Linked DNA regions of Zea mays: region 2 is linked to region 1. The links are chromatin contacts, called in public Hi-C maps. All regions are on one chromosome and are shown on one strand. Each heading gives the region's core, a stretch centred on a gene start, on an enhancer-like site or on the middle of the called end of the contact. The rest is flanking DNA. Distances are from core to core; before and after follow the strand shown.

The links. Hi-C and Micro-C count contacts between places; a contact is called where the count stands out from the background.
Region 2: a Hi-C map of tassel shows a contact between it and region 1, with 4 times the contacts expected there. The contact joins the promoter of LOC103653668 here to the enhancer-like site in region 1. A contact is called at or near these places in 3 of 25 Hi-C or Micro-C datasets (ear, leaf and tassel) and 1 of 3 datasets of contacts at active chromatin or transcription factors (leaf).

Annotation. Positions count from the first base shown.
Region 1 is chr4:129,575,869-129,579,974 of Zm-B73-REFERENCE-NAM-5.0, forward strand. No RefSeq gene overlaps it. Among protein-coding and RNA genes, the nearest start is that of LOC542670, 61 kb to the left of the region's middle. Within about 2 kb of position 2,048, at least 13 of the 20 cell types and tissues checked have an H3K27ac peak or open chromatin away from gene starts, as enhancers often do. A contact at or near this core is called in ear, leaf and tassel, where this site is marked.
Region 2 is chr4:129,803,173-129,807,550 of Zm-B73-REFERENCE-NAM-5.0, forward strand. It overlaps LOC103653668, which reads left to right and starts at 1,262. Exons shown (of 2, transcript XM_008680501.4): 1 at 1,262-1,486; 2 at 3,424-4,378. The coding sequence starts at 3,689.

The DNA of each region.
Region 1 (4,106 bases), core at 798-3,297:
ACCCTGTATTGGTCCAAAAATAAAGCAAGAAATAGAGGATTTGTGTCAATTACACTAGCTTGAACAAGGCATGCCCAAAGGATATGTTCCCCCTCCCGCGTATCGAGTAGGTGGTTGATTCAACATCTGGTTGTGAGGCTTTGAGCTTCCTCGATGCCTACTCACGCTACCATCAGATCGCGATGAAGGAATCCGACCATCCCACGACATCCTTCATCACCCCTTTCGGCTCGTACTGTTATGTAACAATGTCGTTCGGTATGAAGAACGCAGGGGCCACATACCAACGATGTATGGTCAAATGTTTCGGTGATTTGATCGGAAGGACTATGGAGGCATACGTCGACGACATCATGGTCAATACTCGACAGATTGAGAGCTTTATCCATGACCTAAGAGAGGCATTTGACAAGCTAAAAACCAACGATATCAAGATAAACATGAAAAAGTGTGACTTCGGCATTCCTGGTGGCATGATGCTTTGTTTCTTGGTTTCCAAGCGAGGAATCGAAGCCTACCTGGAAAAGGTTTTCGCCATCACAAACATGGAGCTCATACGAGACCTCAAAGGTGTCCAATGGGTTATGGGGTGCTTGGCTTCCCTCAACCGCTTCGTGTCATGCCTCGGCAAGCGCGGGTTACCACTCTACAAGCTACTGAGGAAAGTCGACCGCTTCGAGTGGTCGGTGGAGGCACATGAGGCGCTTGACAGTCTCAAAAGCCTTTTTACTCGAGCCCCCTTCCTGGTCCCACTGAAGGACAAGGATCCACTCCTACTCTACGTCGTGGGGACAGCCCAGGTGGTCAGCTTAGTGCTCGTCGTGGAGAGGCAGGAAGGAGAAGGCACGCGCCTGCTTCAGCATCCTATATACTTCATAAGTGAAGTCCTCACCGGCACAAAAAATCACTATCCCCCAGGTACTAAAATTATTGTACGTCGTTCTGATCACTAAAAAGAAGCTTAGGCATTACTTCAAGTTGCATCCTATTACCATGGTGACTCCGTTCCCCCTGGGCGACGTGACCCGCAATCCAGACATTTCTGGGAGAATCACCAAGTGGGCTCTTGAATTGATGGGATATGGGATCTCCTACACCCCACGGGCGACAATTAAATCACAAGTCCTTGCTGGCTTTGTCGCGCAGTGGACCGAGAACCAATTAGAGCCGACACCACCGAGAAATGTTGGATCATACATTTTGATGGATCAATGACAAAGGGGGAGCTAGTGGCGGGCCTTGTTTTTACATTGCCCTAGGGGAGCGCCTGTGGTACATTGTGCGACTCCACTTTAAAGCTTCTAATAATGTGGTCGAGTACAAATCCCTTGTAAATGGGCTACACATTTGTTGTGGAGCTGGGTGTCCGACGTTTGAACGTGCTCGAGTTTGAGAAGAGCAAGATGGGAGAGCTCAACTTCTTCCTTAGGCTGCAAATCAAGCAGACCCAAGACGATGGTAACACCCCATAATCGTATTTTGGGGTTTATAAAAAAAATATTCTTCCAAGATCTAAATAAATGTGGTTTCTAATAAAAAATTAAATGAAAAGATCCTCATATGAATTAATAGTTTCATTGAATTATATATTCAGAAGTATTCTCCACAAGATTTAAATTAAATCGTATAAGATCATACATTAGAAACTATCTTATGTTAAAATAGGTAATGAACATTTATTTTTAATGAACTTTAATTTTACTAGACATTCAAAATAATATTGTATTAAAAAGAGAATAATGTGTGTTGTGTATTTGAAACATTAACCAAAACAATGAATAGAATAATTAGCAAATAAAGAGATAAAATGAACCTTGCATATCATGCTTAGATTTCCTGCTTGCTGCATTCATGTTCAAATTTGCTAGTTCAAGCTCAGATTTGAAATTGAAGATTTGGAGTTTAAATGAAAAAGGAAACTGGAATGGTAAAGAAAACAGGAAAAAGAAAATGCCATTTTTTTCTCGCCTGGCTGAAACCCTGCCCCGGCCCATTACCTTTCCTCTTTTTCACCCACGCGGCCCAGCTCCTTTCTCCACCTACGCAGCACCACGCGCTGAAGAGTGTAGCCACCTCGTCAGGTCTTTTCCCATAAACACTTTGAGCTGGTTGTAACAAACTCGAGCACGTACGACCGCCCCTAATGAATTTCTGTTAAGATTCGACTGGCAATTCCTGAGTATAAATAGGGAGCCTTGGGCACCCCTATAGTCCATCCAATCTAGGCGAAGGTGGGGAATAACCATAGACAGCGAGCTCGCAGAGATCAGAGAGAGAGATGACGGAACTGTCGCCATCAATCCAAGTCTGCACTGTCACTTCGACCTCAGCGTGGTGTTTAGGAGGTCTCCAGGGTTCGCAGGCCAGGGGTAAAAACGGGTCGGATATACCCGTCGGGTACCGGATACGGATAGTGTAAATAACCATTTTTTGGGTACGGATTTGAATATTTTTATATTCTGGACGGATACAGGTAATACCCGGATAGTGCAGCTTCGGAGTCGGGTCGGATACTGAGCGAGTAATATCCGGTAAATACCCGGATATTCGGGTCAGATACGGGTACTCGGAATTCGGGTACCCATTTTTTCTTTTTCTGCAAAATAATATAGTTATAAAATCAGAACTTTTACATATGAAATCGGATGAATATAAAGTTTATATAAAAATTGTAGAGCTCAAAGAGATCTATAACTTTATAGTGCATCACATTTTTGTTTAAACATATCTTTAGGCCAAAATCATTGAAATAATGTCTAAATTTATATCAGAATAATAGACTACCATTTTCATGCGGGGACTTAAGATTATCTCCGTGTGAACTTAATATTATCTTTTTATAAACTATTTATTAATATTGGTAACTTATTTGTAATTTTCGGTCGACGCTACAATATTTTTATGAATTTAATTGTATTTTGATGATTTTTCTAAACAATAAATTAATAATACACCAAATAGCCTAAAAATTCATGAATTCATAAATTAATAATACACAACATATATCCACATATAGTTCTCAAAAATATTTGGACTATAAAATCCACAAGATGTTGGTGTTTCTTCCATTCCACTCCCACGTATTGCGTGAGTTACACGTGAAATTATTTTATGTATCGAAGCTTCAACATAATCAATATTTCATTTAACATTTTCATGTGGGACTTGAGGTTATATTTGAATAGAATGTTTATTTGTTGTGGTAAGTTTTTTGCAATTTTGGGTCAAAACTAGTGTATTTTATAAATTTTATATATATTTTGATGATTTTATGTAGAAAAAAATTAATAATGTACAAATAACCTCAGAAATCCATGAAATTATACGAAGTTACAACATATGGCCACATATAGTCATCAAAAATAATGAGACCATAAAATGCACAGGATGTCAACGTTTCTTCTATTTTATTTCCACTTATTGCGTGAGTTACACGTGAAATCACTCTAAGTATTCAAGTTTCAACATAACCAATACTTCACTTTACCATTTTTATTTATGTGGGAGCTTGAGATTATATTCTATTAAATGTTTATTAGTATTAATAATTTACTTGTAATTTCGTGGTTGAACAAGAATATTTTATGATAACCAATTAATGCATTATCCGACAAGTATCTGATATCCGATCAAATAATATCCGTATCCATCACTTATCCGCCCCGGATAAATATCCGGTCCCTGTATCTGTATGCGTCCCCTTCCTAACTGTTGGGGACTTGTCCTTAAATGCTATGAATTAAGAACAAGGCAACACAGAAATTGTTAAACGTTAAAGTCCTTCGTCCTTCGAAACATTATTTCCCTTGGGACATAATGGATTTCGGACGAAGGTTATGAAGGACATACCTTCATCAGCACAACAAATAATGAAGAAGGATTCATATAATGTATGAGAAATAACATAAACACTTAAATATTATTATTAACTCATTTCTATTTTATTATTATGGAAAAATAGAAATGATAACAAATTACAAATGTACCTTCGGCTTGAAAGAAGACAAAAGTACAAGCGTGACGCAAAAGTAAATGCCAAGTCTCGTGAACAGTACGGAGTACTGTTAATTTATTTATAGGCACGGGACACAACCCATGTAAAATTA
Region 2 (4,378 bases), core at 12-2,511, 230 kb after region 1:
ATGCGACTATGTTTTTACCACTAATTTGTAAAGTTTGCATGTATGTTTCTTCTTTTTTTAAATAAATAGTTAGTTTGTCCCTATTTGTATTTAACAATGTAACTCAATCCACAAAAGACGGTCATACTCTTGTAACAATTATTTGTAAATTTGCCCCTACTTTAAAACGAATTTTTGAAATGTAATTGGGGTACAAAATCTAAGCATAAAATTTCTAAAAAAACAATTTAATATTTGAATTTAAAAATATTTATAAATTGATAAAAGTAAATTAGATTTGATATTAAATTTTGAGAAAACCAACAATATTTTATTTTTTTATTTTGAAAATATTCTAACCCTTATAGTGTATTTTAAACATTATAAATGCAACATTGTCAAATTTATCAAAATTAAATGCCAAATTCATTTTTATATTCCAAGTTTAAATATTGATTTTAAAGATGTATAGTTAGATTTATTTTATAATTATATTTCAAATTTTAATATATATTAAAGTGAGGGTAAATTTACGAACGGATGATAAAAAAATGAATAGTAGTGCAAAGGTATAAATGTCATTTTGCAAGATAAGTTACCATCCGGTAACAGAATATAGACAAACTATCTATTTGTTTAAAAAGACATATACGATAAAAGCGGAGCTGCACCCTGAGAAGAGGTCACCATGTAGAGGTGGAAATGAGCCGAGTCGAGCTTAGCTCGCTCATCTGATGAGTTTGAAAAAGCGGTTCAGCTCAGCTCAGCTCGCTATTAGCTCGCGAGTCGGCTCATCGAACCAACGAGCCTAGCCATAAAGTTCTCTAAATTATAATCTAAAATCTTAAAAATATTTTAAATAACATATTTTAAATTAGTAAAATCGATATATTACTAATATAATATTGAAAATAGATTAATTTTGTATAGTAATATCAAATAACATGAATTAATTATCTATTCAGTACTAATATTATATGCTAATTAGGATTATATATAATAAATTGTTGTTGGGTTGAGTCACAAGCCAGCTCGAGCCGAGCCCAACTCGCTCGCTCTTTTCACGAGCCACAAAAACAGACTCAGCTCAAACTCGTTCTATGCGTCGAGCCAGGCCAAACCGAGCTGAGCTACTGCGAGCTTGAGTAATTCCCTCGAAACAAAAACGCGGCAAATAAACGAAGCCACAGTGCCACACACGCCAAGCGCGAGCAGAGCAGCCCCGTCTGCGTCGTCGCTCAGTAGAGACGCGCCGGCTGGTCGCTGGAGCCAGGTGAGCTGCCGCTGCGCGGTTGCGCGTGGGAAAGGCGCGCCATCATGTGACGTCGCGGGCGCTTGCACGAGGCCCCCTCCCCGCACCACAGCCCCAGTGCTACTCCGTCACCGTCAGCCCGACGCCCCGCCAGACCACCCTCTTCTGCCTCTCCATAATAAAATCTCCCTCCCTCCTCTCTTCTCTCTCTCTCCTTCTCTGCGCTCGTGTAATTCTCTTCAGCTGGGATGCAAGGTGATTTCCTTCCTCTGTTTTCTTCTCCGCCTCTGTTTCGTTGCCAAGATTCCTCTCAGCGTCGTATGCTCTCTGCCATGGCCCCATCCCATGGCGGCAATTCTTCTCTTGTTTTGCTCGTTTCGCTGTGCAGCTACGTATTATTATTAGGCTATAGGCATGCATGTACGCTGGGTTTTGAGGGCGTGTTGTTGATTCCGACTGCTGATTCGAGGGTTTTGAGGTTTCTGCCATTGATGCCCTCGGCTAAGCAGTTGCTGTTCGGTTCACTCAGATCTGTACTCCTGTCCTTTCCTGTTTGTTGTGTACCACCCACGGCTCATGTTGCTGGTCACCGAATGCTGCATGAATTCAGTGGGGTCTGAGGCCCGTCCTGCTGGAGCTCTCGACTGCTCTTCGATCGGGTTTTGGTCTGCTCTCCTGATACTGTTCGCGTTTTCTCTCAGACCAGGTTTTGGCCACTGGAATCTCTCTCTGCGTCTCCGACGAAGGTGTGCGAGACAATGATCTGAGGCATAAAGATTCTTCTGAAACCTAAATCATCACTACCTCTTTTTTTTTTCAAAACCAAAGAGAAGAATCTTTATACCTTCTCCATTTCCTGCAAGCGTCAGCATGCATATTTTAACTAGTAAACTTTGTCCATGGCATGTGTCGGTAGGTAGCCCAATTCAGTGCTCTGCTCCTGTTTCCAAATAGGCTGCTTCATATTTTTTTTTCACACTTCCAAAGATTTTTAGGGGGAACAAGTGCTACGTAGAATACTACTCTACTCTAGATTTTTCTTTTGAGACATTGAAATTTAACATGATTCTTCTTTTTTTTGGTCCTGCAATCAGCATATTTTTTTGCATGATCTGTACAAGCATCCCCATGTAAGACGATTTCATAGTTTTCGGGGATGCCAACAAGTTTTGGCTCAAGTGAACCGATTCTCATGGCCCTGGTGTTATTTTGCGCGGCTATTGGAGTCAGCTGTATCGTCGAGTCAACTGAATCGCTCTTCCTATTGTCTTAGAAAATTTGCTCAAAGGTATGAGCTCTGACCCAGCTGTTCGTAGGCATACGTATGACCTGAACCAGCCTAAACTATGTACAGTACTTCTGTAAGGTCTGTACGGGCCGGCGTCATCACTGAGTGATTCTTGAATAATCACGCATTAAGTTACTTGACATCCATCCCATATCGTTTTCTCAAAATTGTTTGCATAGCGCCACAACCAACCTATCTAAGGATTGATAGCCTGGAAAGTCAACTTGTTCTGCCGAGATGTCAACGTATATGTATTCTCTGAAGAACATGAGATTTTAACATACCTATGTGTTGCACAAATTCTTGGTCCCAATCATGTAATCATGGTGGTCTTAAATGATTTTATTGTCTCAAGTCTCATGTTTGTGCTTGGCATCTTTTTCTTCTCCGTTCATCAAACTAGCTCTAACACCCAAGGCAAAAGGTTAATTATTGGAAAAATAAAAGGCACCTATCAGACACAGGCAGAATAGTTAGGCAACTTGTCGTTTTTACTTTGTTTATTTACCTTCAATTATTAGTGTGTCCATGGTCTTTCTGGTCTGCAACAAAATGTAGATCTATTTGAAGAAGAAAAAAATATCCCGGTCAACTTTGTTCATAATTATGATTGGTTGTATGTTTACTGACGCCACCATAATGAATCAGTTCTTCTGAAGCGCAGTAAATAGAGGTCTTCGTTACGTGGTTCTGTTGTTGAATTCAATTACATGGGCGTGGTGGATGGCGTCAAACTGTGAACACTAGTACATAATATAAACCATTCTTAGTTAATTATCCCAAGAAAAGGATGTCATGAGATAGTAACTATACTGTCGTGAAATTTTCGCATACCAAACGGTGCCTACGCGTTTTTTTTTCTTCTAGAACAGAATCTGAACTGTTTTTCTACTCCTTTTTGCAGTACTGCAGTCTGAAGAATTCAGTGGCACCACCTCTGCTTCTTATTGATGATAAACTGTCAGTGAACATAAGTCACCATCTCCTGGATCACAGTTTTTGTACTGGAGCAAGACAGTAATGGACCGGGCAGACACATCTGGCTTTGTTAGCGGTGGATCAGATGGTACTTCACTGCTGCTGATATTCTTTCACTTCGTCTACTCGACTCTGCACGTATAAGAGATCAGTAAACCACCTTCACTGTATTTTTCAAGTACGTAGCCTAGATGAATACCATGGATGATTCTGCAGTGTCAATTGGTTTCTCGGTGACGAACTACACAACAGGTAGCCATGGTCAGAGTCAGGTAACATTAGGCATAGACCAGCTGGGTTCAGCAGTGAACAATAGCAGCGGCCATGGCCGCAGAGGTTTTCAGAGGTCGATTCATGCGCCTGCTCAAGATGATGGATGCAGGCTAGTCCTCGGACTGGGTCCGACGCCCGCCCCAGACGTTAACTCTTGTGATTGTGATCAGCAGCCTGCCGGAGCAGACAAGTCGAGACCACCTGTAACTTTGTTTGGCCAGAGCTTCTCCTTCGCTGATCCAGGGGCGCTCAGCCTTGGAATTCATCGGGGGCGTGATAATGCTGGAGCAACTAAACACTTGGGCGTGCCCGTGCCTGCCGGAACCGTCATCTCCTTTTCCACTGTTGACGAGGGCTCCACGTCTGCCAGGAGAAGCTCCGGCGGCTACATGCCATTGCTGCTCTTGGCGCCTCTGCCAAACTATTCGACAGCTGAAGAGGAGCAGGGTTTGCTAGATGACACGGACAACAGTAATAATGGTGGCACTGATCCCCGCGGTTTTCGGTTCAGCCCTGAACCTTCGGCATCCATGACGGAAGCTTCCTTTGGTGGCGCGAGCTCTGATGTTGTGACGGTGGCAAGCAATCCTGGACAGCAGACTCAACGC